2 separate regions of the Hordeum vulgare genome follow, and region 1 is linked to region 2. Evidence: chromatin contacts called from public Hi-C data. All regions are on one chromosome and are shown on one strand. The core of a region is the stretch at or near the end of the contact, and the rest is flanking DNA. Distances in the headings are between cores, read along the strand shown. Region 1 has its middle 52 kb from the start of LOC123452162. Region 2 has its middle 23 kb from the start of LOC123452160.

Region 1 (4,299 bases), core at 915-3,414, 150 kb after region 2:
AACATTTTTATCAAATACATTGAACATTTTGCAAAATACACCCTTTAACATGGTGATTTTTTTCTCATATACACACCAAACGCCTTTTTAATACATCTTAAACATTTTTTAATATACAATGAATATTATTTCAAATACACACTGAACAAACTTTAAATATACGTGAACAATTCTTCAAATACACACCCAACAACTTATAGTAGATACTGAAGATTTTTTAATACATGTTGAACATTTTTGCAAATACACACAATGAAGAAAAATATTATGTAGGTAGAACATTTTTTAATATATGGTGGACAATACTTCAAATAAACTACACAATCTTTTAATGTATGGTGATTATTCTTCAAAAATACACACTTAGCAGAATATTTTATGCAAGATGATTTTTTTTGTATGCATTGAACTTTTTTTTGTTGAATAGTGAACTTCAAAATAGGGTTGGGGGGGAGGAGAATCAGTCACAAACCAAAAAACGCGGCAAAAGAAAAGTGTGAAAAGAACAAAAAGGAAAACACAAACGAAGAAAAACTGGGAAACCGATGAAAAAACAAATAGAAAGTTCCTAGAAACCATCTTGAAAAGTTTTAAAAATACCCAGTCAGAATTGAGAAACCCGAGCTGGAAACCGATGAAGATAACAAAAGGAAAAAGCATGAAAAATCTGGTGAAAAAAACCAAATCGAGTCCAGAAACCAGCATGCAAAATAACATTCGACACCCTGCTGACGCGAGTGAAAGATATCACTTAGAGCGATACATACTCCCTCCGTTTCAAAATAAGTGTCTCAACTTTGTATTAACTCTAATATAAAGTTATGCTCAGTTTGAGACATTTATTTTGATGCAAAGAGAGTATTATTTGCAGGGGCAGGCCAGCAAGTACAGACTGGTACATTGTTTGCAATAAAAATAGAATGGTCCAGAAATTAACTTGAGAACCCTATAGGCCGTCATTCTTTACAGGCCCAACACGTTTCAGCCATGAATCAAGGAGGAATGCACATGGACGCACTATAGGGACATACCTTGAAAAGGTAGCTGGACGTTCTCCCTTTGCTGATCCCGGTATTGCCACCACCTCATAATCTTCTCCGGGCGTGCGGCATCATCGCTTAATGCAGGAAGGGGCAGTGTAGCATAAGCAGAGATAGTGACGTTTGAATCAAACGTGGGACAAACAAAGGGTTATACGGCAACCAGGTTGCACAAGTGTGCAACGCTTATCTACTTGATGTAGGAGATTTCCTATTTGGCGCTTATACGCCCGTTTGTGAACGGGCGCCTGTAGCGCATCCCCATTGGTATGAGCTCGACCGGTCCATCCATCGTTTATTTTATTTGTTAAAACGTTCAAAAAAGGAGCGTAGTGGGTGTTCAAACCTGCAACCAGTTCCTTGGATGCAAGCGACACGCACCACTATGGCATTGACGACTACTTGTTACATACATGTTTTTTATTTCTATTTGCTCCTCTCATAGCGGGAATCCTTTAATTGTGGGAAGCTTCCAGAAGCTTTCCAAACCATTTTTACCCAATTTGCTGGTCATTTGCGGGGCTATTTTATTCGGGTTTTATTTTTTCATTTTATCTTTTATTTTAACACATGATTTAAAAAATCATATCTTAATAAAAAATTGATGATTTTATTTATTAAAAAATTTAGATGAACTTTTTTGACATGTGGTGAACTCTTTCTGAATTTGATTAACAATTCTAATATTTTATGAACTTTTTCCAAAATTAGATGAACTTTTTTCAAATGTAATAAACTTTTTGCAAAATTCAATAAACTGTTTTCGAATTTGATGAAGTTTTTTTCAAATTTTGATAAACTTTATTCAAAATTCGATGAACTTCTTAAAATTCGTTGAACTTTTTTAAAATTGAATGTGTTTTTAAATCAGTGTGCTTTTATCAAATTTAATGATTTTTTTTTCAAATGTAATGATCATTTTCCCATCCGATGAATTTTTTATAATTGGTGAACTTTTAAAAATAAACAGTAGAACGAAATAATAAATGTGCAGGCGCCAGACTCGAAACAGTCAGAAATGGATCAGACTTGAAACCGGCCCAAATAATAAACATGCAAGCGCCAAGCTGCCTAATTGGCGCTGAAGGCGCCGACTAGGGGCTCCCTGGTGTAGATCGTTCTTCTCCGTGGATTGAATGTAAGCTTGGGCCATAACCTCGTAAATTCCATGGTCGGGAGTATTTTGTGTCAAGTTAATGTTGTAAATTCCAGCTTTCTAGAGGCGCACGTGCTATGTGGCTAAATCCAGTTTTAAAGACTCGAGAGCTCCCATCTGACACTCTTTATATTTTTCTGAGACAACCTCATGAACGTTTGTTAAATCGTCACAATGTTTACAGAGACAAAAGAAATATCATCGGGCTGGCCTAATCAAACATGACGGTCAAGACCCAAATTTAATGCATGCTCGCGAAGTTGTGAGTCTCAATATTTGAGATCCTACACTCATGAACTAAACAACAAGAAAAACGGATAATTGTTCCTTGATCTCATTGATGATCGCCCCCATAATTAGCTCCACTTCCCTTTGCAATTTCAGCAACAACCCCTTTGCAATCAGATGCGAGCTGGATGCAGCTCAAATTCAGCAGCAACACCTTCTCGAATTGCCAAAGTCTCCCAGGTCGCTGGGTCAGCAATATTGAACACCATGGCAGAAGCTCCAAGGAAAAGTCCATCCCGATCCCTGCTTACCACCCCAACTGACCCAAAATGCCCTCCCCGGCAAACTGCAGCCACATTCACTTTTGAGTGATTATCTGGTGCTGCAATCCAGCCCGTAGTTCGAGCAACAGCCCCATAGTGACCTGAGGCTGATATATCCGACCCTTTTATTTCCACCAAGTAACTAGCAATGAAGCAAGGTTGCTTCCACATTATCACTCCATCAGGAGTGCTTTGCTTCGCTCTCGCTCTCGCTCTCGTTCTCGTCGCGTGCCGCGGAACCGGCTCTCGCCTCGCCTCGCCTCGCTTGGGGGGATGGCGAGCTCGAGCAGACCGAGTGAGGGAGGGGACACGAGATGGCGCGTCTCCTTCGCCGCCGACATCGGCTCGCGGCAACTCCGGTTCGCCGACGGCGAGCTGCTACTCCGACGGGAGGCGCTCAGGTTAGTCCTACGGGATGCGAGAGGAGAAATTATTGATGCGAGATGCCTTCGGGAAGGGGAAACCCTAGATATCGGTGATATGGTGGCTTTTCCCTGTTTTTCGCGCGGATTCGGGACCGGCTGCCGGAGATTGGAGCTCCGACGAGGGCGGCCGGGGATGCAGCGTCGGGCTTGACGAGGGGAACGATGGGTGGTGATGGTGGCCCGACAAGTGGGTCCGGTGTGGGTTCGGCTCCCCCACAGCGCATCAATGGCGGATGGCCGACACGTGGGAAGAGATCGGACCGCTCATCTCATTTCGGAAGGGGGTATAAGTCCCTGAGCCGCACCGCGGCTTGACCTAGAGGAGGCATTCTCCCACTTTTGGTCGGCGCCGACGAGAAACCCTAGATCGAGAGAGAGAGACTCCTTTGGCTGGTGGAGAGGGAAAGTTGGGGAAGATCCACGTTCCTTTGCGGCGGTGACCGCGTCTTCTTCGCCGATGGGAGATGGAGACCGAGGCTTCCGCGGCGGCCGACGGGGGGAGCCTGGTCGCGGGGCACGCGGGCCTGGTCCTGCTCCTGGACGGGGCGGCGGCCGTGGTGGTGACCGGAAGTTTTCCTGGAAGCGGGATGACGGCGGCAACAACAACTCCTCTACTTCTAATGTTGCCTCCGGATCTGATGACACCTCGCGCTGGGAGGAAGCTGCGATGGGGAAGCAGACGACTGAGAGTGGGATCTGGGTTCCCAAGAGCCAAGGATCCTCTGGATCCGCGGGTGAGGGAACGGAGCGCCAGATCTCCACACCTTTGCGTCGGAACCAAGGGTCCAAGGCAAATCAGGTGAATCCTTCCAGTGCTCATGATCCATGCCCTATATGCAAGTCTCGAGAACATGCTCCTACGTTCTGTGTTCAAGCCTTTTGTGAAAGATGTGGTCGATTAGGGCATCTAGCTTCTGTTTGTTGTGAATTCCTGCCTTGGAGTTGTGCTGCATCTATGTGTGCGTTCCAATCAAGGGGACAGGGGTTTTACTACATACATGATTCGTGCTCTGCTAACCCGATGAAGGAGAGATCCAACAATATTGTTGTGAGCATTGTTGAGGGAGAGACGTCTACTAGGCAGATGGAGCTATATTTAAATGATTATCTTGCCACTGGATGGCGAT
Region 2 (4,628 bases), core at 85-2,584:
GACATTTTAGAGATTTTACTAGGAGGCTACATACAAAGCAAAGTGAGTGAATCTATACTTAAAAATATGTCTATGTACATCCATATGTAGTTCATAGTGTAATCTTTAAAATGTCTTATATTTAGGAATGGATGGAGTATTTCGGAATTCAAAAAAATTTAGCACACCGTGCTACGGTTCGTCTGTTAGAGATGCTTTTATACTGCACAGCCAGCTACCGATGCTGGTGTGTTGGAGTGAAATGGATGAAAGATACGGAGCTGAGATTGGATGGTTGCCAATATATATCACCGCCTCAGCACGGTTTCATCGATACTGTTGCGGTGTCTATGATCATCTGCTGCTCGTGGTTGGCTCCGTGTTCACAACCGGTCGACAGTCACACTGCCGGCACAGTCACTTTTAGTTTTGATTCTTAAAGGATTACTAGAATGGACCTTAGCCATGAAGCGAAGAGCAACCGACAAATGAAATGGAAGCGAAGCGAGCCTCGCCGGAGCGCACTAGGAAGAGAACCAGACACACTTTGTTCTACAGCTCCTCCCTAGCTACGCTAGTCGCAGTCATCCAATCCAGCCCGGTCATTCAGTCAAGATCTCAGACCAGATTTCTTCTGGAATAACTACTTTTAAATAAAAACCGAGATTAGATCACTTGTATCGAGCTCCTCCTCCTCCGGGCTCGTCGCCGGTGGAGCTCAGCTGGGTGGGCCACGCAAGCCCGCAACAGCGACGGCGGCGTCAAACATTCCTGCATGCACCAACGACCCCAGAGACCCCAAAAGATGAGAGGGAGAGGGACGCCGATGGATCCCAAGAGGAGGAGGAGAAGAAAGCAACCGGGATGGAAAAGCTTTGGTCGTCCATCCAATCTCGCATCCTTCCTTTGGCCTCCTTTTTTCCTTTCGTCCCAAGTGGAAGACATGATAGGATCCGGGGATCGATGAGACGATCACCACGCGCGCCCGGCCGGGCTGGCCATCTCCTTCTCCGGGCACCTTGTGCGGATCGCGTCCTCTCTTTTAGTCTTTTTGCGACGAGATCCAAGGGTCCCGTCGGTACTTCAGGTGGCCGTACTGCCCACCAATGCATGCATGACGCGGCGGCCATCATCGATCGTCGGCCGAGTGGGTGTCGACGGCGACGAGCTGGCTGGAGGAGGAGGGCGGCCGGCCGGCCGGGTAGCTAGTGGTGAAGCGAAACGAGGTTGTGCCGGAAAGTTTGTCTTGTCTTTGGTTAAAAAAGTTGGGCGTTTTGCGTAGCGTGGCGCGTCCGCGTGGTTGGGTTGGGTACATTGGATGGATGGGGACGTGGATATCTACTCTACTCTACGCGGTGGTGCGGTAGTGGGAAATCCGTCAGGTCGCGGAATCGCTTAGACGACACATGTTCTTGTCCCTCTCACGCTCATCAGATAGTGCGGCCGCACAATATAGCTATGTATCCCCTTCGTCCCGTAATATAAGACATTTTTTAATATAAATGTAGTGCCAGAAAAGTCATACGTTATGAGACGAACCACTCCCTTCATTCCATGATATAAAAGATAAAGGTGCAGTGTCAAAAAATGTCCTGCATTACGAAACAGAGGGAGCAGTTGTTTCACCGGAAGTGATACATACCGGGTGCACAAATTTGTTTCACGAATACAAAAGGTGAGCACGTCATGCGTGCTCCCGAAACGAGTTGATCGATAGATACCACAGATCTATCTATCTGTGGGCTGTGACAAGCTCGCTAAGCAAAGCAGCGCAGCTAGCTCTCGATCGATCCACTGGCTGGCAGTGGCAGATGTTACATCGCACGCGTGGGGGTTGGATGGGCGACACCAACACGTACGTCTGCAATGGCTAGGCTGCAGGACGGGCGTGCTGCGGCCGAAAGCCTAGGGCCGGCCGGACGGAGTTCCTGCGGATGGCGACGTGCATGCGTGTGCCAGGCCGCACGGGAACGGAGTGGAGTCGACCGGTTCACGTCACGGATCGCATTGCAAGCCCGGAAGATCTATGTAGCAGATCAGATCATGCCCGCCAATCACCGGGTTGCTTTTTCGTGGCAAGTCACTGGTTTACTTACTGTTCTGGTTAAGAACGACAGAAACAGCAGCTGCATGCGGGCCTAGATAGTCTACGAGCACAGTGAATAAAGAGGGGAAAAAAGTACGGTGAGCATGATTGGTGTGGCCGTTCAGATCAAGGAAATCACGTCATTGGTGTGATCGGTCAAAAAATATACTCCCTCCGTTCCAAAATAACTGTCTCAAACTTAGTACAACTTTGTACTAGAGCTAGTATAAAGTTGAGACAGTTATTTTGGGACGGAGGGAGTATCTTATACCGCCTCTGGAAAATTAACTCGGCGCGCTTGTGCTTACCGATTGTACGGTTGCGTTAAGCTTGCTTACTAGTTACTTATACTACATGATTTGTTGTGCACAAATTAATAGTGCACAATAAAACTCCAAAAAATAGACTAGACAAAATATGCAAAACCTGTCTAAGCAAGATCATCATTACCTCTCGTAACTCCAAATGCAGCCTTAGTCGGATCAGACGTCAGAGTGTATCCAAGCAAACCTACCTTGATCGCCTTCTATGAAGTTAAGCGAGTTGGCCTAGGCGTTGTCGGTCCCATCTTCGTTAAAGATGGGAGCCATGACCTAACCCACAACCCACGACCTAACCCGCGCGGCTGTGCCGCCCCGTACCGGGGAGACCTCCGGATACCTCGAGCAGTGGCGGAGCTTGAGCGAAAAATATGGAGAGGTCATGGGCTTGAGGGGGCAAACCTCATTATTTTTAACCGATTTGGAGTAAAAAATGAATCTAATATAAATAAATATAGGCTTATTTGTTTTTTAGCTGGGGGGGGGGGGGGATGGCCGAGGTTGGCCCCCACCAAACTCCGTCACTGCACTCGAGCCCCCCTCCCTCCGCTGCCCCCGGAGGCGTTACCGGGCAAAGCCCGCGTGGCGTGGCGCCAGCTGGGCTCCCGTCAGGTGCGGTCGAGGGCATGTAGGCGGCATCGGCCCTCGTTCCTACAGCCACGGTGATGTGCGGTGGTGGCATCGGAGGCGCGTAGGCGACAAGCGGCCGACAACAACGGCGGGGTAATTGGGCTTTATATGGATACTTTCCGCCAGGAGGGTACTAAGTGCCTGCACCGTGTTGACGACGGTCTGCGACTCAAACATGGCGATGGTGGCCTTCTCCTTCCGCCAGAGGTAGGCATTGAGATATGGTTGATCTTGGGATTTCATGTCTCACAAAAAAATTGACTAGGCGGTGGCCCTAGTGGTCTTTGCATGAAGTTGCCGTCCTACATGTGCCCAGTCCTCTTTGATCTACCCATCGACGAGGTCCAGATTTTTCCTTCGAAGGAAAACAAAGACTGACATGTATGGCGTTATTTGGGCACCTTGGTTAGATAGGGGCCGATCGTGTGCACCCGCAACATCAGCATCCAGCTTCACCAGGGTATCGCGAAGCTCTATATTTGTTTATACCTTGGGACATGCCTGCACCAAGATTTCCAACAGATCAAGACATGCTGAGAATGCCATGGCATGATTGAAGGATTTGTAAGGGGCGAAGGAGGGGTATTTGAATGTGATGGAGACTTTGCTTCATAGGAAGTTGTTTAGACTTTGCTTGCGTGATATGTTCACATCTAGACCGAACACGGGTTCCTATGAGCATAGTAGTACATAATTCGTATTAGTAGTCTCCGCAAATGGGGGCGGCAGCATTTGAGGACTTCTTTGTTGGTGGTGCTCCTTTGAGTACCGAGTTGTGATTTTTAGGGTGAAAATCTAAGGTCTAGCCTTTATTGGTTGTGTATCGTAGTGGCCTTGTTGAATGCATTGGTTTGGAAGCGCGGTCTAATCTTTCTGCAGGGTGAAAACCTACGAACTTTGATCGGCCAATGACAATGCTTGTGCATTGTTTCCTTCCCGGAGGCGTTGATTTGAGAGCTTCTTTCTAGTCTAGGTGTTGTTTTGGGTGGTGGTTAGAGTGTTGCTACTGCGGGTGATTGATCACCATTGTAGTGTCATTTTTTCCCTCTCTTTTTTTGGGTTGCGTGCATCGTGAATATTTTTTACATTTTCTTGGTGTAGAGGCTAGGTGTAATAGGTATATGTTTGATATTAATATATTCCCCTTTTTACAATCTTCACTAAAGAAGACTCAAATAATTTTATTGGAGCATCTCTAGCACACCCCGTATAATGCCCTCACCCGCAAAATAACCGCCAAAATGCGGGTTTGCGCGGAAAATGTTGCCCGATCATACCCCACAAACGCGTCCGACCCGTAAACTTTTTTGAGGGGGGCGACAAAGTCCCCTCCCCGACCCGCGAAGACATAGGTTTCCGCCTCGCCTATACGGTTCCATGTATCCCAGGGAAACGGTTGGCGGGATGGACATTTCAGCCTGCGCCCTTTCCCCACCGCCCCCACCGGCTCCCCCGGATCCGCCAAACCACCGCGGTCGGAGAGCCACCACCAGAGATGGAGTTGAGCTTGTGCGAGAAGTTTCTGCTCGAGGATTCATCCGATACGGATGACTCGGATGTTGAGACGGTGCTTCTCACATTTCGCCAGCAAAGTTTGGTGATGGCCCTTGCCG

What was found. Hi-C and Micro-C count contacts between places; a contact is called where the count stands out from the background.
Region 1: a Hi-C map of seedling shows a contact between it and region 2, with 5 times the contacts expected there. The contact joins two enhancer-like sites. A contact is called at or near these places in 4 of 6 Hi-C or Micro-C datasets (leaf and seedling).

The regions. Positions count from the first base shown.
Region 1 is chr5H:524,045,022-524,049,320 of MorexV3_pseudomolecules_assembly, forward strand. No RefSeq gene overlaps it. Among protein-coding and RNA genes, the nearest start is that of LOC123452162, 52 kb to the left of the region's middle. Within about 2 kb of position 2,165, at least 2 of the 3 cell types and tissues checked have open chromatin away from gene starts, as enhancers often do. A contact at or near this core is called in seedling, where this site is marked.
Region 2 is chr5H:523,899,592-523,904,219 of MorexV3_pseudomolecules_assembly, forward strand. No RefSeq gene overlaps it. Among protein-coding and RNA genes, the nearest start is that of LOC123452160, 23 kb to the left of the region's middle. Within about 2 kb of position 1,335, at least 2 of the 3 cell types and tissues checked have open chromatin away from gene starts, as enhancers often do. A contact at or near this core is called in seedling, where this site is marked.